Regions from separate parts of the Dromaius novaehollandiae genome. Here region 2 is linked to region 1. The links are chromatin contacts, called in public Hi-C maps. All regions are on one chromosome and are shown on one strand. Each heading gives the region's core, a stretch centred on a gene start, on an enhancer-like site or on the middle of the called end of the contact. The rest is flanking DNA. Distances are from core to core; before and after follow the strand shown.

Evidence for each region. A called contact is a pair of places that touch in the nucleus more often than the background predicts.
Region 2: a Hi-C map of liver shows a contact between it and region 1, with 5 times the contacts expected there. The contact joins the promoter of PDE3A here to the enhancer-like site in region 1. A contact is called at or near these places in 2 of 4 Hi-C or Micro-C datasets (brain and liver).

Annotation. Positions count from the first base shown.
Region 1 is chr1:69,005,760-69,009,975 of bDroNov1.hap1, forward strand. No RefSeq gene overlaps it. Among named protein-coding and RNA genes, the nearest start is that of PDE3A, 100 kb to the right of the region's middle. Within about 2 kb of position 2,547, at least 2 of the 2 cell types and tissues checked have open chromatin away from gene starts, as enhancers often do.
Region 2 is chr1:69,109,436-69,113,381 of bDroNov1.hap1, forward strand. PDE3A (phosphodiesterase 3A) reads left to right here and starts at 2,576. Exons shown (of 15, transcript XM_064515787.1): 1 at 2,576-3,530. The coding sequence starts at 2,721.

The sequences.
Region 1 (4,216 bases), core at 1,297-3,796:
ACAGGTCTGTGTTATTCAGGAAGTCAGATGATCACAGTGTTGTCTTCTGGTCATAGGCTCTGTTTAACATTTTTCTTTACCCCTTTACACACTCAAAGTGTGAAATGCAGGCTCGATGCTGTGCAATGGCTCTGTGTGGAGCATCTTTTCATCTTTCCACTTTTTGTACTTCTATTCAGCTAGCACTTCAAGAAACTCCCTGGATTAGCAGCCTGTGTAGTGGAGATCTTCCATTCCAAGAGAGTATGATCAGCTACAATGGGATCGGACTCACAGTGTACTCACCTCTTTGTGGTAAAATTCCCACAGAAGAGATAGGAACGAGAAAAGAAGTTGTTCTGAGATTTCTAAGGTGGTACAGGGTTTTTTTGTTTGTTTTTGTTACAATTTTATAAGGAATTATCATTCGAGAGAGATCTGTTGTAGGAGAATTATCCTTTCAGAGTTTAGAGGATGGCTTAAAACTTACAGAAAAGATGGGCTTTTTTGTTAGAGAGCTTTTCTGTGATGGTCTCCAACACCTGCTCGTGTCCAGCAGATGGTGCTGAGGAAAGCAGATGTGCTGAGGAAAGCAGATGTTGCTTATTTATAAAACAATAGTGGATATTATTGCTGGTATGCTTCTCCCCAGCCTCCAATGCAATTTTCATTGCATTTGCTGCATACATACTGAGTGGCATGAGGGAATGTCGCTCAACTATCAGCCACTGCAGAGGGAAAAATTATAGTTCTCTCTTCTAACCAGATACACGATCTTCCCAGGGGAATGCTATGTCCCACATTACATTTAGTGTACAGCCATAGGCTTTTGTCTATTGTGAAACTGCAAAGCCAGTGGTTTTGTAAAATACATCCCATGGCTTAAACACAAGATAGGGATTGAGCCTGAGTAGCTTGCAGTATCCCAAAAGGCATGGTTTGTGTGTTTGGCCCTTGCACAGATTTACCAGAAAGGTTTCTACCTTTGGTTTGCACTGAGAAAAATCTTATTAGCTGACTATAGGATGCATTAAAGGCAGAGCAGAATGAGTAGATTAAAAACTTGAAAGCATTTGTGACATAAAGGGATAGATGAAATCGCCAAGGCAGTTGAATCACATCTACAGTGAAGGATAAACATTGCAAAATGATTAGATCCACAGGTCATTTTGGCTGCCTTGTTTATATTCTGTGCTTTGAAATATTGAGACCAAAAAATACCAGAAGCCTCTGCTGCTCAAAATGGCAGCCTGAATAGTTGTATAGGGCTTTCAAGTCTTCTGTGGAAGTAAATGGCATAAAGTCTCCAGTGTGAAAGATACAGAGTGGTTACGGACCTCATTCCAAAGTTGCTGTTCCAAAGCACTTGGTGGTAAGTGGTTGGGCAATATGCCTGTGTTCACACCTAAGAACCGCTATTCTGCTTATACCTGAGGTGTGGTTAATCTAGCAGTCAATCAGCTTACTAGCTTACCTGGCACAAATTCCCTTTTACACCCCTTGAAATGCCAATCCACCATACTGCAGAACTGGAACTAGAAAGAAAAGATCAGAGGCCAGCAAAACAAAGTGAGCAGCATGTGCTGTGGGGCTCATGGGAAAAGCAGTGAGTGAAAAGCCAGCCAGGTCTCAGTCTTTGGGAAATAAGTCACTGCCATGGAGCACCCCATGGAGACAGCAGCATGGACGGCATGAAGTGGCCACTGCAGCTAGTGCAGACGCTTGTCTGTGAGCAACCGTTCGGAGAGTCTTCAGTGGCGCCTGCCTGCCTGTTTTTCACCTGGATGGGAAAAATGAAGGGTGGTTTGGGGTGGTTTAAATTCATTCTTTTGACTGCAAGCAAGCTGTTTACCTGCCTTTTCTCACTTCTCTGTCTGTAGAACAAAGACAAAAGTCCCCTCCTTATTTCAGTGTGGACTTAAATAAGTTAAAGACTAGGAGGATCTGTTTCAGCAGTAGTAGGAGATAGGCAAACTTGAAGGAAAATGTTGGTCACAATGGAGAATGGATACCTCTGGAGGGGGAGAAAAGACTGTCTTCTAGGAAGGAAATGCAATTTTAGAAATTAAATGCAATTAGAAAAGTCTTCAAAGGGAACGGTCTGGTGTTTAAAGACAAAATGGAGGCCTCCTCCCCCCCCCCCCCCCCAATTTAATTGATTTGACTCCTTTTGATTCTCTGGAAATTGTTTCTTTCTTTCTGAATCAGCTGCTTACAGGCTTGATATTAATGTCTTACTGTAGGCTTCCCAGTCCTTGTTTCCCATTTGTTTTGGTATGGCTCTAAGTGATAACAGCACATCCTGTGTTCATTTGACTTGGAAACAACTGTACTGCATGGATCCATTCTGTAATGTATAGAATAAAATAAAGCACCTATATCCTCACTGGATAACCAGAATGTTTAGCAGCTAAACACTGGGCTCATCAAGCTGAAATGCCTACATACACCATGCAACAGAGTGCATGAAAAGACTCCGGAAAAAGTGCTGTCTACACAGCATTGTGCTGTACCGTGTGGAAATACCAGCTGGAGCCCTGCAAGTGTAACAGCCACAATAGTGCATCGGATGTCTGAGCTATTAAGTTCTGCCCTGTGACTAACAAAGCTGCATGTTGGAGCTGCTTCAAGTACTTCAGAGACTTCCTGTGAGAATAAATACATGCACACGAGGAAACAACCTTTTAAAGGGACTAAGACTGTAGCGTGATTTGTGGCAGTCCTGGAAGTAGAGGGTGCTCAGGCACTGCATCCCCAGAGGCAGTGTGTGCTGCAGGGAGCCAGCGTCACGCTTGGCGCTGCAGCGCCCGGGAGCCCTGCTGGCTCCGGGGAGATGTAATGCACGTTCCTCCCAGAGTGCAGAGTTATTATTTTATTTTTAGTTACTAGTTTACCTGACCAGAGTCTGCAGCTGAAGCACGGAGTCCTCATCTCCACCTCTGTGGTCAGACCCGTTCCTTGTATGCCCTCCTTGCATGTGGTTAAAACACTGATGCCATACTAACGGGATATCCTCTTATCCATTAAACTACCTTTCTGAAAGAGTGCGTATATCATGGTGTTTAACTGTGTACATACCCAGCTGCTTATATGACTAATGAAAAATGAGTTTAGGATTTTGATAGATGGCAGAAGAGCCACCCATATATTTCCAGCAAAAATGACAGAATAACTTGACATATTTTCATAACGTGGTCATGTGATTTTAAAAATGTTTTGTGGGGAAATTATTTTAGGCTATAAAATATTCTGTTTGTTTTTTCTGTCTATTGAGATAACAGCAGAATGTTTTGTCTACACATATCCAGTCTTCATTAGCTGCTGGAAGATGTAAAACTGATTCAAACTTCTTGGAACTTCAGCTCAGAACAGGCATAATTTATAATGTTTTGGATGGGAAGTTTCTGAGAAAGGAGCTTACTTTAATAATAGCTTTTCTTTTTAATTCTTAGGACTGCTGACTTTTAAAGTATACTTTGCATTAATTGCTGTGAGCGATTATGGGCTACTTTGCTTTGTTTTTGTTTCCATCTGCGTAGATGTATTGCCCACAGTGTAAGCGTTAGTGCTGTTAATTACTCCTAATGTTGGTGGTTATCTCTACTACAGTAAGAGCCTGATGCCATTTAGGAACATGGTCCTGTTGCTATAGGTGCTGTATAAACAGAGTAAGACAGTCGGTGGCTGAAGATTTCACAGTTTAAGTAAACCAGACAGCCAGAGAGCAGAGGAATGGATTATAATAAATAAATAGAACAAACATCACAGAGGGCCAGCAGTTTTTGATTTGGTTTAATTCATTTGCTTAAATTCAAAATAGGTGGTGCTCAGTAAAGAAGGAAGGAGATCATTTCAGTAGTAAAACAAAGGCTAGAGAAGGCACTGGAAGGGAAATAATGATCTTAACATCAGGAGCACAAAAGGAAGCTTAAAATCACTTTTGTAATCCTCATTGAAACCAAGGACCATAGTTTCTGTAATTTGCTCTGGAAAAGGAAAGGAAAGGAAGCTGTGAGCATCTGACTGTTAGAGAACAGAGCTATTTTCCATTGTGTTTCATATTTCAGTGTTGGTTTCCATGACTCTCTTATTAAAACTCTGACCATCACAACATGAAAGCTGGATGTGTCTTTTGGCATTGATACTGTTTCAATTAGTAGGTAGTCCGTGCCTATATTAATATGTGCATGAATATTTGGAGAAGTTACTTGATATTTTTATACTGCTTTTAGAGACC
Region 2 (3,946 bases), core at 1,326-3,825, 100 kb after region 1:
GGGCAAGATCAGCCACTGATGGCTCAAGCCCTGATCCTCAGTGAAGCCTCACGCTCATAAATCCTAGTTTGCCAACTGGGCTCACAGTAACATCCGAGTCCCAGGCAGTCAGAGCTCAGAAATATGTTTCAAAGATTTAGCATGTTTAAAACACTCTTGAAACAAAACTTCTATTATAACAGCTACTATAAAGAGTAGAAGTTCCTTTAAACTGTAAGCCAAAATTTGTCCAGCTAGAAAGTACTGCTGCTTTTAATCTAAGGTGAATAATTATATTTTAGCTGAAGGAAGTAAAAGGATATAGAACATTATCTGCTTTGGCCTACGTAGGTGATAGACGTTTAAAGGGGATATGTAGCAAAAAACAAAGGCAGGGAATATTCATTTCTCTACCAATGCTTTTTTTATGACTGTATTTAAAGTGTCACCATTTCTGATGTCAGTAAATCTGATTGAAAAGTAACAAAGAGGAGGTAAATTAGGTTTTAGAAGAATGTTACTTAGCACAAAGGATTAAGTCAAAGGTCTGATCTATCTAAACTGCGACTGTTGTATATGTTGTCATGCAGTATTGCAATACCGATTCATTTGCATTCTGTTTTGATGCATCTACAATTACAAATATCTGAGAGACATTTCTTACTTATAAAAAGCTAAAAAGGAATTAGAAGTCATATGAGCTCTCTAGATCCTGATTCTGCCTTTGAGATGTTGATGCTTGGAGTAGGTGGAACCCAGCTACGTTTTCCTAGGTGTATATGACAACCTGCTGATTGCTGTCTCACCAGAATAAACTCTAAACCTCTCCAGCTGTTCTTAATCTGGACCCTTAACCTTTTAAAAAACACAGAGGCTTTCCATTCCTCAGAGCCAAACTTTGCTAACAATATCTAGGTTGTTTTCGAACCAAGCTTCAAACATAAAAATGACTAATAAATCTATATTCCATAATAACCAGTCTGGAACACTATTATTTAAAAACATACTCAGTTTTTATGACCCATTTCTACTAAAAATCCAAAACATGTTTCACTCATGCTCCCATTTCAGAGGTTCAGCTACTGGATGATAGGCATGATATCCAGACAGATACACCAATAAATATGTAGGGACTATAAATCTGTCTTAAATTAGTGATTTGTGTATGTGCATGGGGGGAAAAGAGCAGGGAAATTCTGTTTTCTAATCTGTTCATTTCCTGACTCTTAATGTTCCGTAACTTCACAGCTGGTGATAATATTTTTCTGTGGTTTGTATTATTATGTGCTAAATGCATTACTCTATGCCCTTCACCAGGACCTGTGGCTTTAAGAACTCAGGGCCTGATCTTGCATGGGCTTTTAATCCACACCTGATTGTACTCGTGCAAATAGTAATTTTATGCAGCCCAGGGATGTGGGCCTAACTGTGGCAGCCCCTAGCGCTCTGCAAATCCCTCCTGGAGGAACCCTCCGGTGTCAGGGTGAAATAGATTTAAAGGGAGGAAATGGAGGGGGGGGGGGAGTTGGATGGAGCCACAGCCTAGCTATGGACCAAGACCCCAGGGTCTGTGTCCCCCGTCCCAAGGTCCCAGGTGTGAAATGGGGATCTCGGGCACCGACTTGCCCCAAAGTGCGGTCTGCAGCCCCAGCTCCGGGATTCCAGTTTGGGCTTCCCATTAGGAACCAACAACAAAAATAGCAATAGCCGTTCGTAAACATTCATCTTTCTGACTTTTTTACGGCCTTGTAATTGCCCCCTCTCTGACAGGCAGATTTATGCCTTGGCCGCTAGCGCCCGGTGGCCGCCGGCTCCTGCGGGGCGGCAGCGGCGCGACCAGCCCCCCGGCCCTGGCGCGGAGCGCGGCGCCTCCTCCGCGCTGCACCGGGGCGGGCAGGACCGCGGCAGCCTCGCCCCGGGAGCCGCCCCGGCCGGTTTGCGAGTCCCCCCCGCCCCGGGGCTGCGTCCTGCTTAATTATCGCCTCTTATCCCTCTCCCCCCCCCCCCCCCCCCGAGCTCTTTTCGGGTTTGTTGTTTTGTTCGGGTTTGGCTTTGCTTCTGGGCTTTCCGCAGCCTGCTCTGCCCAGTGTGTGTGTATGTGTGCGGGGACACTCGCATCACTTGTATTTTCCGTGCAAAACTCGGGGATTATTCCAGCGGCGTTCAGAAGGGAAACGCTTTCCCTCTCGTTCTTCCTCTTCTCTTTTTTTTTCCTCTCCCCCGCTTCCCAAGTAGCCTCCCTCAAGTCCCTCCCGCGGATATCGTCTCTCGCTCTCCCCGGCAGGACGTAGCAACTTCTCCCCCGGCCTTTTATGTTCTTTTTTTCCTGGTTCTGCCGTTACAGCCTGCCCGCGGCCCGCAGCAGCCGGGGTGCGGCGGCTCGGCGGGACCCCCGCGGCTGCGCCGGCGGCAGCGCCGCCCGCTTCCCCCCCCCCCCCCCGCAGCGCCGCGGAGGGAAACGATGGCCTAGAAATTAAGCAGCACTTCTGAGTCGGTACATCTGCCTCCCCCGCCCCCAGTTTTACACCACTTAGGATTTCCCCTCGTCTCGCGCTCTTTTTTTCCTTTTTTCTCCCTTCCCTTCGCGCCCCCCCCCCCCCCCCCCGAGCAGAGGGGCAGAGCGGCTCCGCGGGCGATGCCGGCGCGGCGGCGGCGAGCGCCCCCGGCCCGCCGCCCCCACGGCTGCCCGCGGCGCTGAGCGCGGCCGCGCTCGCCCGCCGCTGCCCTGCGCGGCCGGGGCCATGGCCGCGCGCGGCGGCGGGGCGGCGGCGGCGGGGCCGGGGGCGGCCTCCCGGGCCGCGCCGGCGCTGCGGCGCGGCTGGCGCTGCCGGAAACTTTGCTCGGCGCTGCCGCTGCTGCTGGCGCTGGCGGTGCGGCCGCTGCGGGGGGAGCCGGGCCGCGAGCTGGCGGCCGAGGGCGGCGGCGGTGGGGCGACGGGGCGGCGCGGCGGGCCGCCCCCCCCCGGCGCGGGGCTGCGGGCCTGGCTGCCCCCCGGCGCCGTGCCGCTGGGGCTGGCCGGCGCCGCCTTCGGCATGGGCCGCTACCTGCTGCGCGGCGGCGTGCGGGCGCGGACGGCGGCGCTGCTGCTGGCCGCCTGCTGCGGGGGGGAAGCGGTGGCGCAGAGGGCGCTGGCGGCGGGGGAGGATCACTTGCTCTCCTTGGGCGCCACGGGGGTGGTGCTGAGCTGCCTGGCCGCCGCGACATGGCTGGTGCTGAGGCTGAGGCAGGGCGTCCTCATGCTCGCCGTGGCTAGCGCGGTGCGGACCACGTCGCTCGTCTCCTTCGAGCGGGTCCCGGCGTCGTGGCGGCCCTACCTGGCGTACCTGCTGGGGCTGCTCGGCATCCTGCTGGCCGGCTGCGCCGACCGGCTCTGGCCGCCGCGCGGGGCCGCCCCGCCCGCCGCGCCCCCCGCCGCGCCCCCGGCCGCCGACGCAGCCCCGGCGCTGAGGAGGAGGCGGCGGCGGTCCAGCTCCGTGGTCGCCGCCGAGATGTCGGGCTGCGGCAGCAAGAGCCACCGCCGGACCTCGCTGCCCTGCATACCTCGCGAGCAGGTAGGGCGCGGGCCGCCGCCCGCCGGGGAGGGAAGGGGCCGGGGCCGCCGCCGCCGCCAAAACTTGGCCGCCCCGGGGGAGCGCACGGCCGGCCCCGGCGCTGCCCGCCGCCGCCGCGGTGCCGGCCCGGCCGGGGGCGCCTCCCGCGGCGCCGGGAGCCCCGACGGCGGCGGCGGCGGCCCGCGGCGGGGCGGGCGCGCTGCCGGCTGCGCGTGAGGTGCCCGGGTGCACGCCGCGGGGCGAAACCCCCGAGCTTGCTTGCTTTCCTGTTTCTCTTTTTTTCCCCCTTTTCTCTCTAATAGCCATCCCCGCGGCTTGCTTTTCCGAAGCCTGGCGGAAAGTTGAGGTGGAGCGTGCGCGCCCGGTCCGCGGAGCTGGCGCGGAGCGCGCCTTCAGGACACGGGCTCCAGATTTCC